Regions from separate parts of the Sus scrofa genome. Here region 1 is linked to region 2. The links are chromatin contacts, called in public Hi-C maps. All regions are on one chromosome and are shown on one strand. Each heading gives the region's core, a stretch centred on a gene start, on an enhancer-like site or on the middle of the called end of the contact. The rest is flanking DNA. Distances are from core to core; before and after follow the strand shown.

What was found. Hi-C and Micro-C count contacts between places; a contact is called where the count stands out from the background.
Region 1: a Hi-C map of alveolar macrophages shows a contact between it and region 2, with 2.2 times the contacts expected there. The contact joins the promoter of NECTIN2 here to the enhancer-like site in region 2. A contact is called at or near these places in 1 of 5 promoter capture datasets (skeletal muscle), 4 of 47 Hi-C or Micro-C datasets (alveolar macrophages, embryonic fibroblasts, mesenteric adipose tissue and 1 more) and 2 of 2 datasets of contacts at active chromatin or transcription factors (alveolar macrophages and skeletal muscle).

What each region holds. Positions count from the first base shown.
Region 1 is chr6:51,315,601-51,322,498 of Sscrofa11.1, reverse strand. It overlaps NECTIN2 (nectin cell adhesion molecule 2), which reads right to left and starts at 4,842. Exons shown (of 6, transcript NM_001097494.1): 1 at 4,752-4,842. The coding sequence starts at 4,842.
Region 2 is chr6:51,236,347-51,243,466 of Sscrofa11.1, reverse strand. No RefSeq gene overlaps it. Among named protein-coding and RNA genes, the nearest start is that of BCL3, 16 kb to the left of the region's middle. Within about 2 kb of position 4,901, at least 11 of the 83 cell types and tissues checked have an H3K27ac peak or open chromatin away from gene starts, as enhancers often do. A contact at or near this core is called in alveolar macrophages, where this site is marked.

The DNA.
Region 1 (6,898 bases), core at 3,593-6,092, 79 kb before region 2:
GCCAGGTTAGTACCCAGGACGATGTGGGTTCCAGCCCTGGCCTCGATCAGTGGGTTAAGGATCCAGCATTGCCATGAGCTGTGGTGTAGATGGCAGATGTGGCTCGGATCTGGTGTTGCTGTGGCTGTGGCACAGGCCAGCGGCAGCTACAGCTCTAATTTGATCCCTAGCCTGGGAACCTCCATATACGGTATGTGTGGCCCTAAAAAGACAAAAAAAAAAAAAAAAGAAAAAAAAAGAAAAGTTGGAATGGTTGGACCGTGGAGGCTGACAGGGTGAGGGGACGGGGTGTGGGGTCATGCCCAGATGTTTTGCATTTCAGGCAGAGGTTGCAGAAATGAAGCCAGGAGGATGGTTGGCCTGGAGTTTGGAACCTCATGTCCAGCAGGCTGCTGGGTGTGTGCCTGTGCCCTGACCTTGGCCGAGCCATGGCTAGCACCACAGTGGGGGAGCGTGTAGCCTTGGGAACACCGGCCTCCTTTAGCTTCCCTTGGCAAGCCAGGCAGGTGACGGCTTCACTAGATGTCAGCTGGGTCCCCAGACACACTTCCTCTCTCAGTGGGGGCGGGGGTGGGGGCTGGTGCTGCCCAGGGCATTGTGTGAGCCTAGGAGAAACCTTTGGCGGGAAACTGAGACGCAGAGCCTGAGACCCTGAGATCTGGGGAGGGGAAGTCAGGGCCGAGGGGAAAGGGCTGGGGGCCCAGACTCCTGGGTTCCGGACCTCTCCCCATGGATGCAGCACACTCCCGCGGGCCCTTAAAGGCCAGCGTGCTAGGGGCGCTGGCCCCAGCTGCTGCCTCAGCCACCTTGTTAATTAATTAATTGCATTAATCACAGTGCCCGCCCCCACAGCGGACATCCGGGAGCCAGGATATGGGGCTGTCGGCCTGAGCCTGCATTTCTGCACCTGCCTCCCCCAGCCTGCCTGGGGGGGGAGCCAGGATATGGGGCTGTCGGCCTGAGCCTGCATTTCTGCACCTGCCCTCCCCCAGCCTGCCTGGGGGGGGGCGGTTGCTGGTCGTCACTCAGCTCAGGGGAGGGCGCCAACCTCCTCTCCCTTGTCTGAGACTTGGCTGCCTTTCTGCAGGGACCTGACCACCCTGAAGGCCTCCCCTGGGGGGGTCTGACACTTCTTGGGGTAAATCTCAGCCGCTCAGTCCGAACCCCTCCCCCACCATTCTGCCCAGGCCAGAGCGGACCCCCAAGTACAAGCACGTCCGTCTCTGGGCCTCTGGCCTCCTCCTGCTGCAAGTGCTGTTTCTCTGATCTCTGTGTCTCTCTCTGCCTCTGCTTCTTAGGGTCTCAACTTCTAAGGCCTCTGCCTTTGTGTCTCAGAGTCTCCACCACTTTTACCTGTATCTCCCAGGGGCTCCAGCTCTCTGCTCTCAGTGTCTGTCTCTTTCTCTAACAGCCTTTTTTTTTTTTTTTTTTGCTTTTTAGGGCCGCACCCACGGCATGTGGAGGTTCCTAGGCTAGGGGGCAAATCAGAGGTACAGCTGCCAGCCTACCCTACACCACAGCCACCGCAACACCAGACCCTTAACCCACTGAGCAAGCCCAGGGATCGAACCCGCATCTTCATGATACTGGTTGGATTCATTTCTGCTGTGCCACACGGGAACTCCCTAATAGCCTTATTGAGATCTAATTCCCACACCATACGATTCGCCCATTTAAAGTGTGCAGTTCAATTGGGCTTTTAATAAATTCATAGCATCCACCACCACAAACAATTTCAGAACATTTTCATCAGCCCCCAAGGATCCCAGCTGTTCTCAAAGTCTCTTCTGTCTCTGCTGTCTGTCTGATGGCTGGGTCTTCCCGGGTCTGGGTCTCCTAGTCTCTGGAATCTGGCTCCCTGCAGACTCCTGGGGTCTCTAATCTCTTCAGGCTTCTGGGTTCCATTCCTCAGAGTCTCTGTTCCTCGGTGTCTCTGACCCTTGCTCTCTCTGCCTCCTGGGTCCCCCCCTCTCTGCATGTCTCTCTGCACCTCCAGCCTCCTTTCTCTTTGCGGGGCCATCTCACTGGGTCCCTTCCTCTCCTCCCCCTCTTGCTCCATTTCTTAGCATCGCTGGGACATTAAAAATGTAACAGTGTCCCTGGTAGGGGCGGGGGAGCTGGCTGGCGCGCCCAACTCCCAGTCCCTCCCATGTCCAGCACTCCCTGCGGCCCCCACACACTGCTGGCCTTGAGGCTCGCCTGTGCCCTGACCTCCCTGGGTCATGGCCTCACCATCACTGACGGCTGGGGTTCTTTGGGCTCCCCAACTTTCACCAAATCCTCGGCTCTCTATTTATGCTGTTCCTGTCTTCATCCTGATAGCCATCCAGCTCCTTTCCCCCTGCCTTTCTCTGTCCCATCCTAGTGTCTCTCCAACCCATCCCTGTAGCTGTATGTCATTCCATCCCTCGGTTCCATTCCTGTGTCTCTGACCACGACTCCAAATTTTTTCTGACGTCCTCCCTCTTTTGGCTTCTGCCCCCATCCCTGTAGCTCTAGCCTCTCCCTGTATCCTTCTCCCCCTTCTCCTCCCAACCCCGCTCCCCAGGATGCGAGCAGACACCCCCCCCCCCGTTCCCCCGGTTCTCCCCAGTCCAGTCCTCCTTCCCTAACAAGAAGAGACAGCAGGCAGCGGTCCCCTCTCCTTCCATCCCCCTCCACTACCATGGGGCTGCCTGGCTGACAGGGATGAGCAGTGAAAGCTGGGAGGACTGGGGAGGGGAGCTGGCCCAGTAAGAAGCCCAGGTGGTGCCCCCTCATTCCTGGGGGCCAAGGAGGGGGCAGGCGGAGGCGCTGGGGACAGGGAGACAGAGACGGATGGAAAGGAGACAGTGAGGGCGAGAAAGGAGGAGAGAAAGAGCTTGGAGAGAGATTAGAGAGCCAGAGGAGCTGAGAGGGAGAGGGTGAGAGACAGAGAGAGGAAGAAGGGGGGGAGTGAGGGAAGGAGCAGAGGGAGAGAGAGGAGAGGGAGGGAGAAAGGGAGGGGAGAGAGAGCAGAGAGCAAAAGCACTAGGATGGAGGGTCAGGAAAGGGGAAGACCTCCCCATCAAGTGCCACCCCTAAATCCTCCCAATGGCCTTGCAGGAAAGAACTATGATATCTGCTGTGCTAAGGAGGAAATGGAGGCTCAGGGCCGCTTGCTGAAGCCCTCGGGAGGAGGGGGGCGGGGGGAGTGGTGCTGTTCTCAAAGTCTCTTCTGTGTCTCTGCCATCTGAAGGCTGGGTCCTCCTGGGTCTGGAGGATCCTGGGAAAGGCTCTCAAGTCTGCAGGTGGCTGTGGATCCTGGGAAAGCGGTTTGCCCTTTCTAAGACTCTGTTCCCTCCTCTGCAAAATGGGAACAGGAACTGAACCTGTCTCCTGGGGGTGATCCGGCGCCTTCCACAAGACCACGCACCGAGTCCCCACCGGGTGCAAGGGGGGAGGGGTGGATTCTGAGCATTCTCCTAGAGGTGGCGGGGTCTGACTTTATCTCCCTATCTCCCACACAAGAGGGAGAGGCAGGTGATGGAAGCGGCAGTCCCTGACTCCAGGTGGAATCTGGGAGACAGTTCAGAGACCTGCTGGGAAAAAAGACCAGAGGCAAGACCAGAACTTCCCCAAGTTGCCTCCGCACTTTCTGGTAAACCTTTGGGAAACTCCAGTACACTAAGTTTCTAGCTGGGAATAAACAGCCCAGTCACCTGCAAGGGGCGGGGCCGGAGCCTCCTTCACCTGTTTCCTCCCAGCCCCTCCCTCTCCTAGGTCTGCGCCCCTCCCCTCTGGGAGGTGGAGGGAACAGGAGGGGGCTAGAGCGGAGGGAGAGAGAGGGGGGATTAGGGCGGCGTCTCCTCCCGTCCACCCCCCGCAGCGGCTCCGAGGACAAAGGCACGACTACAGGAAAGATAAGGTCCCGAAACCGGGAGTCTGGAACCGGGAGCCAGGAGAGCCCCCGCCCGGCCCGGCCCGGCCCCGCCCGGCCCGGCCCGGCTCGCCCAAAGTGAAACCCGGAAAACTTCCCTAGGGGCCTCCCCGCCGACGGCTCACAAGGAACGGGAAGGGTCCCGGCCGGCGGGACTCGGCCTCCTTAGTCTACCTGAAACACAGCCCACCGAGCCTCCAGTTTCCAGGCAGGGCCTCAGGCCCTGCATTTTATCTAGTACCCGAGTCGGGATTCCTGCCCACATGTGTATCTGCATCTCACGAGACATTCCAATGCCCCACAATTAAATCTGGAGCCCAGGAGACAGGGCGTTTGCCCTCCCCTTCTCCCAATTCTGTCTGGCACCGAGCAGACAGAGCCCTCGGCTCACCACACGGAACTCCTAAGTTTGAGCCCTTCCTGCCCTCAACTCTACCAGGACCCCGGCGTCCGTAGCCCCTAGCCTTCACACTACCTGGCACCCAAGAGACAGAGCTCTCACCCTCTAATTTTTCTGAGGCCCAGGAGTCAGCCCCAGTCCCTGGTTTTCTGGGGCCCGGGAGTCAGAGCCTCGGGAATCCTGAGGCCCGGGATTGGAGCCCTCAGGCCCTTCCCCAGGTCGCCCGAATTGTCATTCTTGGCCCTCCAAGAGGCCCAAAGTGCTAGTTCCCCGCCCCTCTCGAGGACCTCGGCATCTGGCTCCCTGCCCTCAATTCTCCCCAGGCCTCAGACTCCCAACTCCAGGAGAAGGAAAGATTGGGGGGGGGGGTCTCGATTCATCATCTCGACCCTCTGCTGGGGTGGGGAAGGGGAGGGGTTCGCGCGCGCCAGGGAGGCGTCTGCGGTTTCTCACGGGTTTCCCGGAGCAGTAGTAGCAGCAACGGCAGTAGCGGCAGCGTCGGCGGCGACAATCTTGACGGCGGGAGGGCTGCGGCCCGGGCCATGGGGGGCCCGGGGAGGGGGACCGGGACCGGGCGGGGGCCTGAGGGCCACTCTGCGAGCGCCAATCGGTTGAGAGGACGACCAGGTGCCTGGGTGGCTCTGGCTCCCGGCCGGTTCCTGCCGCGCTCTCTTCTCCCGGCTTGGCTCTCGCTGCCTGGCTCTTCCAGCTCGTTGCCCCCCGGTTCCTAGCTTCTTTCTGGCTTCGGACTCGCTGACGTCACAGGATCCACCCCTTTCCTCCCCCCAAGAGCCGACCCGATCCCAGGCTCCGGCCACGCCCCCTCATGCTGTTCTGACCCGCCCCCTCCTGGGAGGCCCTGTCCGCGCCTCCCCAGGATTCAACGCCCGCCCCGCCCCCAGCATTCCTCTCCCTCCCCTTCCTGCTCCTCCCCAGGATTCCAAGTTCGCCCTTCCCAGGGTTCTTTGATCACAGCCTCCTTGCCCCAGAATTCTATCTTTGCCCTCTCCCAGCGTTCAAGCTCCGCCCCCTAGCGTTATTGCCACGCCCCTTTACTCAAGGTTGCCCTCGTGCCCCGCCCCCTGTCTAAGGGGCGCTGTAGTCACGCACGCGTCGGAGCTTTCGGCTGTCTCCGCCCCCGTGAGGCTCCGCCTTTCGCGGTGCACCCCGCCCACCCGTTCTCCGCCCCTTCTCGGGAGCTCAGTCCTGGCCTCGGCCCCGCCCCAAAGACTAACCCGTCCCCTTCAGTTTTAGTCCCTGCCTTCTCGTCACACCTGCGTGAGGAGCGTGGGTTCTCATAGGCCCGCCCCCCTGGAACCCCGCCCCCACGCAGAGTCCCCACCCCCTTCCCTGCCTCTCGAATTCCCTAGTTCTCACCCCGTGCCTACTGTCGTTCGTATCTGTGCGCATCTCAGCCTGTCCTCGTCGCTTTCTAATCTCTGCTTGGGACTCTAGGAGTCGCTGCATCGTTTCTTTTTAAATTTCTCTTTTAGTGTCTCTTTGTGTCTATTTTTTGCCTTTCTTTTTCCGTCCCTGTTTCTCTATCTCTGGGTTTTTCAGTCTTCACGTTTCGCTGTCACTTTGTGTAGCTGGTCTCTTTCTTTCTGGTGTCTTTCTATTGCTGTTTCTGTGTCACTTGATCCTTGTCTCTTTTCCATCCCTTTGTCTCTGTCTGCGTCTCTGGGTCTCTGTCTTCCTCTATGTGTTCCTATCTGTGTCTCTCTGCCTCTTTCTGTGTCTGTCTCTGTCCTTATGTCTCAATGGGTGTTTCGGTGTCTCTTTCCGTGTCTCTTGTTTCTCTCTGCGTCTCTCTTAACCTCCCTTCCCTCTCCGCATCCCCCAGTCCTCTCGGGTGTCTGGTCCTCACCAGTTCCTTTCCGCGGCCGCCCGCCAGGGGGCAGCACAGACCAGCCCCCCGCATTCCGCTGGCCCTGCCGCCCGGCTAGGGCCTCCAGACACCGTTGGTCCCTCCCCGCGTCCTTGTCCCACTTCTCTTATCTTTCCAGCCTCCTTGCGTCTTTGTTGTCTCTCGCTCTGACTCGGCCCCTTTGTCTCTCCTCAGAGGCTCCCGCTTCTCCCCACCCCCACCTACCTCTTCACATTCTTTGGGCTGCGGAGGTGGCGGGGAGCTGGTGAGGCCACCCAGCGTGTAGGGGTGAGGGGGGGAAGCAGGAGGCCAGAGGGAGGGGATGCCACTGAGCTCCTGAAATCCTTCGGTTCCTGTTCATCTGAATGAAAACTGATCAGCTGGGGGCAGATGCCTGGGAACTTCTTGCTTTACCAAAAGGAACGTCCCCCTCCGAACTTGCCATCCTTTCCACCTGCTGCACACCTGAGCTTTCTTCCCCAGATGGGCAAGATCTTAAGTCGTGGAGACTGTTTCTGATGGGCATTCACATCTTGGTAATAATACTTTTTTTTCTTTTTCCTTTTTGTCTTTTTAAGGCCGCACCCGCAACACATGGAGATTCCCAGGCTAGGGGTCCAATCGGAGCTGTAGTCGCTGGCCTATGCCACAGCCACAGCAATGCCAGGTCCAAGCCGGGCTGCGATCTGCACCAGAGCTCACGGCAACGCCGGACTGAGCGAGGCCAGGGATA
Region 2 (7,120 bases), core at 3,652-6,151:
GGCTGTACTGTTCTGTGAGCTTTGTGACACACACAGCCGGGTAGCTGCTACCAGCATCTAAATGCAGATGGTTGCCATTACCCCCCAAACCCCTCCCGCTGGCCCGCTGCGGTCACCCCCTCCCCCATCCCACCCCCACAACCGCAGAACTGCTGTCACTATCCAGCAGCCTTTTTCCGAAGGTCTTTGAAATGAATTAACAGGCCTTTTGAATCTAGCTTCTTTCACTCCTGCCTGTGAGATGCATCAGAAGCCTGTTGCATTTCATCTCCACCCCCCCACCCCCCGCCCCCGCCTGCCCCGTCGACCAGCAGAGGAACATGGGGGCTGTTTTTCAGCTATTGGTGGTTCTGAAGAGAGAGCTGCTATAAAGAGGCGCGTGCTGGGCCTTGTGTGACCTTAGGCTTTCATTTCTCTTGGGTAAATACATATTTAACCTCTGGGGAGACTGGCAAACTCTTTTCCAAAGTGGCTGCTCTGGTTGGCGACTGCAACACCAGATCCGGCAGCGCTTGTGGTTGCAGCGCCTCCATGTGAGTCCTGTTCTGTGAGATGGGGCTGCACTCTTGGCCACCGAGCCACCCCGCGCCTGGAAAACAGTGATTGCAACAAAAGCTCTTTCCCCCTTGGTCATCATGCATGCAGTTGCTTAAAAAAAAAAGAACGAGGAAGCAATTCTGGGCTGATGTGCTGCGATGCGATCTCCTAGATGTATGTCTGGGAGGAAAGCACAGGAGGCTGAGGTGTAAGGGTGTTTGCCATTTTTGGAAAGATCTGCATACATTTATTTATTTATTTGCTTTTTAGGGCCACACCCACGGCATATGGAGGGTCCCAGGCTAGGGGTCAAATCAGCTGTAGCCTCTGGCCTACACCACAGCCACAGCAACATCAGATCTGAGCCACGTCTGCAACCTACACCACAGCTCATGGCAATGCCGGATCCTTAACCCACTGAGCGAGGCCAGGGATCGAACCAGCAACCTCATGGTTCCTAGTCCGATTCATTTCCGCTGCCCCACACGGGCGCTGCTATACATGTTTTCCTGTCCATGTATAGACTACCTCTGGGTTAAAACGGGTAAGATAAGAGCGGGAACTGGGAGGCGGCAATGGGACTGGGGAGGGGCCGGGCAGGGGTCGTGGTGGATAAGCCCCTTCTCACTCCCGAGTTGTGCTTTTTGGATTTTGAAACTTGTGAGTGTTGTCCAGGGTCACGATAGACAACAGGCAACCCATCTGCCCCACCAGCAGGTGTTTCAGGCCTTGCTCTGGTTGGGAACAAATAAGTTCCAGCCCTTGGGGAGTCAGAGTCTCGCCTCTCCGACGGATGGTCAGTGAGACAAGGGAAATAGAGCCGATGTCAAGTATTTGCTGTGGAGAAAAAAGGTTGGGGGGAGAGATGGGGAGAGGTTTAAAGATTTTATAAATCATCTGGAGGCCCCTATAAGGAGTGACACTGGGGAAAGATATGAAGGAGGGGAGAGAAGGAGCCCTGCCGACATCTGGGGGAGAGTAGTCCACGTGGAGGAACAGCAAGTGCGAAGGCCCCGAGGTGGACGGCACTGGCTGGCTGAGTGTGCAGGGGGAGGATGGAAGCAAGAGTGGGGAGATGAGAGGGGGAGGGAGGGTCGAACAGATGGGTCTGGTCTGGTGGGTCGCTATGGGGACTTCGACTTTTACTCGGAGGGAGATGGGAGCCATGTGAGGGGTATGATCAGTTTCTTTCTTTCTTTCTTTCTTTCTTTCTTTCTTTCTTTCTTTCTTTCTTTCTTTCTTTCTTTCTTTCTTTCTTTCTTCCTTCCTTCCTTCCTTCCTTCTTTCCTTCTTTCCTTCTTGCTTGCTTGCTTGCTTTTTAGGGCCACAACTGCAGTGTATGGAAGCTCCCAGGCTAGGGGTCAAATTGGAGCTACAGCTGCCGGCCTACACCACAGCCACAGCAACTCCAGATCTGAGCCACGTCTGCAACCTACACCACAGCTCATGGCAATGCTGGACCCTTAACCCACTGAGCGAGGCCAGGGATCGAACCTGCATCCTCATGGATCCTAGTTGGGCTTGTTACTACTGAGCCACAATGGGAACTTCCAGGGGTATGATGTGAATTAGGATTTAATAGAGTCCCTCTGGCTGGACACGAGCAGGCGTCAGGCTGCATAGTGCCCAGCAGGCCAGGGGCTGCGGCGCTTCTCCCGAGAGCACTGGGGAGCCACAGCAAGCTCTGAGCAGGGGTCAGAATTAAAAAAGACCCCTTTGGTTGTGCAGGGGGACCAGCTGTGCCTCCAGAGAGCAGGTGACTTGGGTGGGGAGGGTAGTTGGGGGAGGAATGAAGAGGATTGCGGGGCGGGGCGGGGCGGGGGGGGGGGCGTGCTGCTTCTGGGGCCACCATCAGCCAGTGTCCCAAGGCTGAGTTCTGCCTGAACTCAGCGAGTCTGCACAAGCATGCAAAGCGGCAGCCCCTTTTCACAGCTGGGGAAACAGGCCACAAAATTTCCAGGGAACTGCAGTGGGGGACATTTGAACCCACACCACCTCCCTCTGCGAGGCTGAGATGCGGCCCTGCCCATCCCTGACTCTCCTGGCCAGCCTCGGGGCGGGGCGGGAGGGGGCGTCCTCGGGTGGGTTAGGCCGCCACTCCTTCCCCCTCCCTCCCTCCCTCCTGGCCCCGGAGCCCCAAGCCCAGCTTTGGACTTTATCCCCGGCCACGGCCGCCGCCCGCGCCAGTAAAAGACAGGCAAGCGGTGCCGAGGCCGGCGGGCAAAATTCCCCTACTCCCGATGCCAGGGGAGTTACCCAGGGCGCGGAGGGCAGAGGGCAGGTGCGGAGAAGAGGGCAGAGGGGGAGCTCCCGCAGCGGGACCGGGCCTGCGGCCTCGCTGCTCTGTGTCCCATTTCCCTCTCGGTCAAACAGGCGTGGCTGCTTCCACCGCAGCAAGAAGAACCCGCAGTGGCAAAGGAACCTTCCCCTCGTGTCTGAGGGGGAGACAAAGTTTCCCCAGTTTGATGGGGGAGAGGAGGAGCCCGATGGCAACGACAAGGAGCTCTCACCGAATCTGCGGAGGGAGACAGGACTTTCAGATGGGGAGGGGGAGATAAATCCCGGTTCCCCGGATGGAGAACAGGCGTCTAATCTGGATTTCCAGTCTGGTGCTGGGCGGTAGGAAGGACTCACGTCGAAGTGTGAGATGATGCGTTTCTAATCTGAGGGAGGAGACGGGTAGCTCCAGTCTGATTGGGGGGGGGGGGCGGCAAGAATTCCCCTCATCCCCCTCAGCCGCCCCGCCCGCCAGCCACGACCCCAATGTGGCTAGCCGCTCTGAGCTTCCAATGTGATGAGAGATAAGAGTGTCTGCTGCAGCTCAGCCAGCTCTTTCCTGAGTCCCCGGAGTCTGAGCAGCAGCTAAATGCTTGAACTGTCACCGTTAGCAAGCTCCAGAGCTGGAGGGGCCAGGGCCGAGGGACACAGAGGCCAAGGGTTTGTGGGATTTGCTCCAGGGACCCAGGGGCAATTGTGGGCCTGACTCCCTTTTGCGAGCTCAGACCTGGCTGGTGGTGTCCTGGCGCCACCTAGCGGTGGCTGTAGACCAGGCCTCCCCTCCAGAGCTGGAGGACATTGGAGCCCCCAGGAGTCCAGGACCACCTCTCTCCGACTTAGGGGCAAGTTCTTCCCGCCCTCCGAAAAAGGAAAGCCACTTGTGATTCTGCGGTTTCATCGCGTTCATCCTCCAGGTGGCTGGGGGGGAGTGTCTTTCCGACTTACAAGCCTACTCCTGTCTCTCCTCCGCTCACAGATTGTCCATGGCTCCCCAGTGCCTTGGAAGGCAGCTCACACACAGGCCCGACCACCCTGTGTTTCGGCTGAACGTGAAGAGTGTTTGGAGCACGTCACACTCAGAACTCACCTTCAGGCCTTTGCACAGGCCGTTCCCTCTGCCTGGAACACCCTTTCTTGCCTCTTTGCCAGCATCTCTCCTTCTCTTCCTCCAAGTCTTGGAGTAGATGTCTCCTCCTCCAGGAGCCCCTCCCCGGTGCCCCAAGTCAGGGTCGCAGTCTCATGGGAAGGGCTAGGTCCCCATAGGGCTTGACCCTAGTGCCTTACTCCAGGGCATGTTTGTTTGCATGGATGGATGGATGGATGCCAGGCTAAAGAGTTTGCCAGAGAACAGGCAGAGGAGAGTTTAATCAGAAGAGGGACAAGGTCAGATTTAAAAAGCCCCTCTCTTAAGCCCTGGCCTTTGCATATGCTGTTCCCTCTTGCTGGCACATTTGCACCTATGAATCCCGCTTATCTTCTGGGTGGAGCCACCCCCTCCTCCAGGAAGCCCTCCCTGACCCCTCCAGCGGGCTGGGTCAAGCATCCACCGACTCAGCCTCCTGGGCTCCCCCATCTCAGCCCTGATCAATGCTAGGTTGTCACTGCCTGTGACAGGTCTGTCCCCCCTACTGGGTCCTGGGAGGACAGGACTGGGTTCTGATCACCCATTGCCTTCTCTGTCCAGCTTGCAACAGAGAGGTCCTTCTGTCCGGACCTGGGTTTCGATCCTGACGCCCCCACTCACAGTGTCTCGGGTGAGTTTGGGCCTCTCCCAGAGCCCCAGTTTTCTCGTGAGAAATGTGAAAAGAATGGTTGGTTCCTCTCCCAGCCTCGCAGGGCTGTGGTGGGACATCAAGAAGATGAGACCCTGGGTCCTGAGGTGACCGCATGCCGGGTGACTGTGGGTGACCCACTTCCCCTTTTGGGGTCCATCTGGCTGGATGAATGGGTGGCAGGGGCCCCATCCTGCTGGGACATTCTAGAAGGCCGGCACGGGGCTTCCCAGGGCGGGAGGGTCAGGGACGGGCAGAGGGAAGAGGTGTCTGCTGGGTTAGGGGAAAACCAGCCTTCCCCATCATAAAACGGATGACAGGAGGGAAACAAACAAGACCGGCTCCACTGGGGCGTGAGGGGAAGTTGGTGGAGAGGATAAGGGGCCCCTCGAGGTGGGTGAAAACCACAGTCCGCAACTTGTGCCAACTTCCCTCCCGGAGCCTGTGTGCCTCGGGGTCCAGGGCGACGGCTGGATCACTGTCCTCTGAAATGCCACGCACCTCCATTCCAGCCTCCCCCTCCATCCCGCTCCACCGGGGCCTTCCAGCTTCATGCGCCTCCGCTGCTGCCACAGTTCCATCCTGCACCGGGTGTGTGGGGGGGGCACTCGCCTCTTCTTTCGCTCCCCCTGCATCCAGCCCATCAGCAGAGGCCACTGGCTCCACCTTCAAAGTCTCTGCTCACCTCCGAGGCCGCCATCCTGGTCTGGCTGCCTTCACCTCCTGTCATCACTGCTGTCACCTCCATACTGGGTTCCCTGTCCTTACAAGTGCCTTCAACAGTCTCTTCCAACAGGGGGCCAGAGGGATCCTGTTAGGACCGGAGCCAAAGCCCGTCCAGCCCCTGCTCAGAGCCCTCCTGGGGCTCCCACCTCCTTTGAGGTGACGGCCAAAGTCCACTGGAGCCTTCAAGGGCCCGCATGAACTTTGTCCCCCCTCTGCTCTTACCTCCCCACTTTCCCACCACCCTGCACTCCCTCCACATCTGCCCTCCTGCCTCCTAGCCTTGGCACATCCTGTGCCCTCCATTTGAAATGATTTTCCTGCTGACTTTCCACCCAGCTCCTCTGATCCTTCAGGTCTCACCTGTGATAGGCTGAATAATGCCCCTCTCCAAAGAGATGCATGTCTGAAACTCTGGAACCTGCGAATGTTCCCTCCTAGGACAGAAGGGCCTGGGCAGAGGGAGTCAAGTTCAGGATGGTGAGACAGGGGAGATTAGCCTGTATGATCTGGGTAGGCCCGAAATGCCACCACGGGTGTTCCCGTTGTGACTCAGCAGGTTAAGAACCCGACTAGTGTCCATGAGGATGTGGGTTTAATTCCTAGTCTTGTCTAGTGGCTTAAGGATCCAGGGTTGCTGCATTTTTCGACATAGGTCACAGACACGGCTGAGATCCCTGCGTTGCTGCGGATGTGGCGTAGTCCTATAGCTGCAGCTCTGATTCGACCCCTAGTCTGGGAACTTCCATATGCTGCTGTAAAAAGAAAAAAAAAAAAAAAAATGCAAGCACAAGTATCCTTGTAAGGAGGAGGCAGAGAGACTTGACCAGAGAAGAGATGGTGATATGACAAGAAAAGCCAAGACTGGAGCCATGCAGCCACAGCTAAGGAATGGTGGCAGCCACTGGGAGCTGAAAGAGGCCAGGAGAGGATGTTCCCCCCTGGAGCCTCCAGAAAGAACCAGCTCTGTGGACCCCTTAGCCCTGCAAGACTCATTTTGGACTTCTGACCTCTGGAACTCTAAGAGAATACATTTCTGCTGCTTTATACCACTGTTGGTGGTGATTTGTTACAGCAGCCACAGGAAACGGATACCCACTTTCAGCATCACCCCACTGGGAGGCTCCTCTGGATGCCCAGCTTGAATTACTTTCTCTGGTGTTTCTCTCTCCGAACCCAGAAGCTTTTCTATCAGATCATCGTGACCCTTTGTGATGACCTGTTAACACCTGTCCCCCACTCTGGGCTAGGAGCTTCGTGAGGCCAGAGTTCCAGGTATCTTGGTCTGTATTTGTTCCTGTGACTTTACATGCGAACTCCTTCTTCTCCTTCTCCTTCTCGTTCTTCTTCTTTTTTTGCTTTTGAGGGCTGCCCAGGCGGCATATGGAGCTTCCTAGGCTAGGGGGTGAAACAGAGCTACAGCTGCCAGCCTACGCCAGAGCCACAGCAACGGGAGATCTGAGCTGCATCTGCAGCCTACACCACAGCTCACAGCAATGCCAGATCCTTAACCCATGAGCAAGGCCAGGAATCAAACCCGTGTCCTCATGGATCCTAGTTGTGTTCATTAACTCCTGAGCCACAGTGGGAACTGCCTACATGAGAACTTCTGAGGGGACACACTCAACAGATATTGGTCGAATTCTTCCACTTACTTATCAAATAGGTATTGAGTACCAGGGGTTTGCCTGGCACTGCTCTTGGAAGTGGGGAATGCAGATAGTGATTGGGGCCTTGCGTCGCCCCTTATCATGAACTGAACGTCTGTATCCTCCCTCAAATGCACATGTAGAATCCCTAACCCCCCAATA